Regions from separate parts of the Mus musculus genome. Here region 1 is linked to region 2. A link is a contact called in public HiCAR-type data. All regions are on one chromosome and are shown on one strand. The core of a region is the stretch at or near the end of the contact, and the rest is flanking DNA. Distances in the headings are between cores, read along the strand shown. Region 1 overlaps St6galnac3 (ST6 (alpha-N-acetyl-neuraminyl-2,3-beta-galactosyl-1,3)-N-acetylgalactosaminide alpha-2,6-sialyltransferase 3). Region 2 overlaps Gm52620 (a long non-coding RNA gene).

Region 1 (2,771 bases), core at 6-2,505, 570 kb before region 2:
TTCAGTGAGACGTTCCTGAGTCTTAGAGGATTCCTGGCATCCTGTCCTCTTTGACTTCAATGGCTCCTCCCCTCCCGCCTCCCTCCTCATGTCCTGTGATGTTCACCCCAAACAAATTGGTCATAAAAGAGTGGAATATGCAGGGTCGGGAAGAATCAAATGTGGTTTTGTTTGTTTATCTGCAGGACGATTGAGAAACTTTTAAATGTTTCCAAAGAGGGGTTGTCTCATTCCTAAACTTATTCCCAGTAGAACTCCTCAGGATATAACCACACAGAGCAGGGTTCCGCAAGACATGCATCCCTCCTCCTCCTCTTCCTCCTTTTCCTCCTCTTCCTCCTTTTCCTCCTCCTCCTCCTTTTCCTCCTCCTCTTCTTCCTCCTCCTCCTCTTCTTCCTCTTCTTCCTTCTTTTCCTCCCCCTCCTCATTTCCTCCTCTTCTTCCTCTTCCTCCTCCTCCCCTCTTCCTCCTGTTCTTCCTCTTCCTCCTCCCCTCCTCCTCCTTTTTTCTGTTCTTCCTCCTCCCCCTCCTTCCCTTCCTCTTCCTCTTCCTCTTCCCCTCTTCCCCTTCCCCCTCCTCTCCCTCCTCCTCCTCCTCCTCCAGCCTCTGATCCCCTTTCTGTCCCATACGGGGTCTTATGCATCCGAAGATGAATCACCCCAGCTGGAGCTAACCTGATGGCTCCCTTTTTCTGCCCTGCCTCTCACAGACATTTCTCAGAGAAGCTCCCTTGGCTCAGTGATGTCTGTGAATCAAGTCTGGCATCCTTGAGCTCATACTCAAGACCCTGTTCTTAGAACAACTTGCTACGGTGTTTCCTAGGTCCCAACTCTCAGTGTTAAACTGTAGCCGCTCCTACCACCATGCTCCACTGGCCCAGCCTGCTGTCTTGCCCACTGATCTGGTCCTGCTGTGGGGCACCTAGGATGACCGATGCTTCAGATGTAGGCTGAGTGAGTGAGCTCACCCGCTGCCTCTGCTCAGGCTCAGGCCTTGCTCTGCTCCTGCCCCCTCTTTCGTTCACCCCTCACCCGTCACCATCTCCCTCTGCCCATCAGAGTCCAACTCTCTAAGAAGCCGTTCTCCCTGGAAGCCTCCTCTAATCGCGACCTCCCCGTGGCTGCTGTTTGTACCAACTTTCACAGTAAGTGCATTCTGTGGTGAGGTTTCTTTTCAGCTGAAAGGGATAATGGAAGATTCCTGTTCGCCTCTTCGCTCACCATGGAGCCTGCTCAGAAAACTACAGCAAACAGAACAGACCCAGCATGTTCTTTCAGCCAGCCAGCTTGGCGGGCGTCTCAGGCTGACAGTGGACTGAGTGGACTGTGCTGAGGCCTCTGTTCCACTTCTTCACGAGCCTTGTGGCGGGGCCTCCTATACTCCAGGGGCTGTTGCTGGGATTTTTATTTCTCTGAAGTTTGTTTCCTTTTCTAAGTACAGTTCTTTGGTAACAAAGGTCCATCACATTAGTAATATGCTCTGGGGATGAATTCCGCCCCGTATGTTCGCAAGGTAAGCATCGTCCTGACTGGGCTAGCCCTTCTTGCCCTGCCTGATCTGCATCCTCTCTGTTCTCCACTTGTCACCTGTGGCTACCTAGGCTGTAGCAGGCAGGCTTGTGCAAGTGTCGTCCACATATTATAACTGACCCGGTCATAGGGAGCTCCAGGACTTGTCTGGTGTGCTGAGTGACATTTGCTGAGGGACACAGCAAGAGGCTAAAGAACAAGGGTCTGTCTGCGGGCTGGAGCTAGCCTGAGATGCTTGCTCTCACGAGTGAGGTGCTGCATGGTGAAAGGGTGACCTACCCGTGCAGCTACAGTGGCAGGACAGTGTGGCACACTGCATTTGGGCTGGGTTGTCTCAGGTCTGACAGCTCCACTGATCCAACGCTTTCTTACAGACTCCCTTTAAGAGCCTCTTTGTGGTTCCTGTCAGGATGGCTCCATCAGTCACCAGCCTGGTGAGCTGCTTTTATGCCCAGTTTCTGGTGTGAAAGCCATGATTCTTTCAAGTTAGCCTCAACGTTCCTCTTTAACCTTTCCCACTCTGTTCCAGCTTACATTCCCCCCTTAATGGTGTTAGGCAAGGCCGACGGCAGACATCAGGCTCCCCACTCTTACCTGTGAGCAGGGCTGGCCATGAGGTTTCTTCATCCTCAGCCTGGGTTGGGTCTTCTTCCCTAATTGCTTTCTGCCGTCTTCCCAGGCACACCTGCCTTAGTGTATCCCTAAGGTGTTAGCCTGTTTACTCTCTTCCACATCCATGGCGTGGTGGATGTAGTGGGGACTGCTGTCAGCTTCCATTGTACAGCCACAGTGGCCTTGCCCTCTGTTCAGTGTATGCGTTGGCAGGGCACTGAGACCTTCCCTTAGGTGTGAATTTGCGTATCTGTAGACTGCATTCACTCGCAACGTGAGTCTCACTTCTGAGTTATCTGGAGGATGTTAATGAAGGGTTTCAGGTGCAGAGGTACGTGTGGTGGCCTCTAGTGGTGGCTGCTCGGTGCAGCAGGTTGGGGGCCAGTAGCTGTGTGGTTGTTTGAGACAGCCCGTGACACATATAGAGCGAGTCTTTCCACCTCAGCCGATGCTCACAGGCACGCCCAGAAGTGTGTTTCCTAGGCGGCTTCAGAGACGCCCCAGCTCTCCGCTTACACCGGACAGAGGATGCCAGGCTCCGTGTTCCTGTGAATTTGGCTTCTTTTTACCAGAGATAATCGAAGTTGGTCGAGCAGTTGTTCCCTTAGCACCACTGTCAGGGAGCACTGA
Region 2 (2,719 bases), core at 52-2,551:
AGCCCATTTAAGGAGAGGGAGCTAAAACCAGCTGGTCACATGGCATCCACATGCAGAAATCAGAAATCCATGACTGAGTGCTTATTACTTAGTCCCCTTTTTCCATTTACACAGTCCAGGATCCTAGCTAGGGGATGCTGCCACCCAGAGTGGACAGATCTTCCAATTTCAATTGAGGTAATCAAGTAAGCCCGTACAGGCCCATCCAGAGGTCCATCTCCAAGGTGATTCTAGTTTCTGTCACGTTCACAATAAACCCTAGCCATCACGTTGGCCTGATTTTTTTCTTTTAAATGTAAAATCCCATGGATGTAACCAGAGCTGACTGTCCCAGAAACACGCACAGAATCTTAATTGAGCTTTGACTGTAAACTCCTAACCTTCTGTGGCTATGTTCTTACACTGCTGTCACTGCTAAGCAGCCTTGGTTCCTCAAAAGAGCTCTGAGGAATTCCATTACTGTGTCAAGTTCCTGAGATGAGAAGCCTGAGGTGGAGGAAGGGTCAGGGCCTGGGCTCCCTCTCCCCTGCTCCAGAACTCCCTCTAAGAATCTGCTGGTCCCATGGCTATGGGCAGAATGACTTCAGTCTTTACAGGCACCCCCCTCTGTGTGCTTCTATGTGCCAGTGTTCCATTTTCTGTAGACACAGCTGTATTACTCTAGACTTTCAGCCTGTCAGAGTCTGACCTCTTTTTAACTAGCTGGACACGCTTGTCTTTGTAACCATATGCCAGAGCACTGGAAATTAGGGCTTCAATCTCTGAATATTGGAAGATGTAATTCAATCCATATCAATTAATCTTCCAGAAAAGAGGACTGAGGCCAAAAGACAACCCGGGAAGATTTGCATGTCCTATCCACTAAAGGCATCCAAAGGCACGCCAGTATCTTCCAAGCTTTGAATCTGTATGGGATTTACAAAGGAAACTATATTAAACCAAGAGTTTCCCCATTATAGGTCACTTGGGAATCTATTTTCATAAGCAACTCCGTTTCATCCACTGGTATGCCTGGAATACCTCTCTGAAAACACAAGCAGATGTATTGTCAAGCAGTCCAACGGAGAAAGGCCGAAGACGTTTAAATCATGGTCATTTGTCTATTACCAACTGAGAGAACAAATTCCAGGCAGGCTAACGTGCCTCTTTGGCCGTCCATCAGCCCTGCTTCTCTCCTGGTCTCTGGGAGTGCTCAGGGGTGGCAACACTGATGGACTCAGAACTCGGAGCAAAGGAGCCCTCATTATCTAACACAGGAGCGCAAAGCAGGATGCTGGCACCTGGCCAAAGCTGTTTGAATGAGGTTGTGCACTCTAGTGCAGGCTCTGGTTGATCCCTGGCAGTGCGGGTCGAATGGGGAGGAAACAACAGCCTGGCAGTGGCTGATTCGTGCGTGGAAGGAAACCGAGATGGAGCCAGGCCCCAGAGCTGCCCATGCTGCTGCAGTTAATCAGAGCCACAGCTGGCTGCCGCGGGCCTGTGCATCAGTGGTCACGGGCTCTGGGGCCTCCTGTGGGCCTGGCAGCTCTGTGGTTTGTCACCCTGCTAATCCACCTGGGCACATCCTCCTGTGTGATGGAGCAGGAGCAAAGTCACTGTAGTGGCTGTACGCTTTCTTTCCAACAGATGCTGCTTTCCTGAACGCCTGACTTTGCGATTAACTCTGGCTTTTTTTTTTTTTTTTTTTTTTGCCATATGCCTTTCCCAAAGCCGCTTTAGCTCCTGGTGCAAGCTGAGCACGGGTGATTTCACTAATCCCGCGCGCTGTGGGCTCCCGGCAGCTTGCTTCTCTGCAGCATCTGTACTTGGCTCTTGGCCCGCCTCCTTTGGCCTGGCTAAAACAATTGCAGGCCTATTTGTCCGGACAGGCTCATTATCGGTTTAACCCGTGGACTCACAGCAGACACCACAGAGCCACCACCTCCATTCAGAACTGGAACTGATCAGAAAATATCCGTAATAGGACCACCCCTGTGGAGCTGTCTTCAATCCTGCTGTGGAAAGGAGGGAAGTGGAGCAGCAACAGAGCAGAGATGTACAGAGCCAGCCCAGGGCGGGGCCACTAAAATAGACCGGGATCTCGCTTGACCCAGGTGAGAAAAGGAGAAAGCTGTTATATGAACGTTGGTGAGGCACCAGTGTTATGTAAATTATCTGAAGCCAGATGGAAGACTAAGTCTGTTTGTTTGTTCAGTTTTTCAAACATCTACTCAACCTTCAACCGGCCCTTCTAGTTACACAGCATAGGATTAAGAAGTCGACACCCTCCTGGCGTCCACATATAACAGGTACCCACATGAACCAGCTACTAATCAGGGTGGAAGATTGACTGAGCTGAAGCCAGTGTGCTGGATCACAAAGACCAGGCAAAGAGGCTGCAAGTCTGTCTGAGCACCCATGCAGCTGTTTCTAGAAGCCTTAAAAGAAGGCCCATTGCGTTGCTAGGGAGATGGTAATCGGTCCTGAGGAGCTTGCCCTGGAAGCATAAGGACCTGCGTTCAGTTCCCAGAATTCATATTTTAAAAATCCTAGTCGATTGGCCGGCCAGCCTAGCCAAATTGGCGAGGTTCAGGGTCTCAAAAGATGAGGTGGACAGTAAGACCACCCAAGGTTAATCCTGCCTCTATTTGTAAATACACATGCGTACACACCAGTAAGGGAAGAAAGGAGCTCTTCTTCTGCGTGCCCACAACAGTGGACTTAAGTGTTCGAGTGCATG

What was found. HiCAR-type assays count read pairs that join an accessible place to other places.
Region 1: a contact with region 2 is called in a HiCAR-type map of astrocytes, with 4 times the contacts expected there. The contact joins two enhancer-like sites. A contact is called at or near these places in 4 of 484 Hi-C or Micro-C datasets (the N1E-115 cell line, cerebral cortex, embryonic stem cells and 1 more), 1 of 115 datasets of contacts at active chromatin or transcription factors (astrocytes) and 1 of 9 other capture datasets (embryonic stem cells).

Annotation. Positions count from the first base shown.
Region 1 is chr3:153,658,300-153,661,070 of GRCm38.p6, reverse strand. The region is part of intron 1 of St6galnac3 (ST6 (alpha-N-acetyl-neuraminyl-2,3-beta-galactosyl-1,3)-N-acetylgalactosaminide alpha-2,6-sialyltransferase 3); the gene reads left to right. Among named protein-coding and RNA genes, the nearest start is that of Gm52633, 64 kb to the right of the region's middle. Within about 2 kb of position 1,255, at least 29 of the 459 cell types and tissues checked have an H3K27ac peak or open chromatin away from gene starts, as enhancers often do. A contact at or near this core is called in astrocytes and cerebral cortex, where this site is marked.
Region 2 is chr3:153,084,018-153,086,736 of GRCm38.p6, reverse strand. The region is part of intron 1 of Gm52620 (a long non-coding RNA gene); the gene reads right to left. Among named protein-coding and RNA genes, the nearest start is that of Gm52620, 7.1 kb to the right of the region's middle. Within about 2 kb of position 1,301, at least 82 of the 459 cell types and tissues checked have an H3K27ac peak or open chromatin away from gene starts, as enhancers often do. A contact at or near this core is called in astrocytes and cerebral cortex, where this site is marked.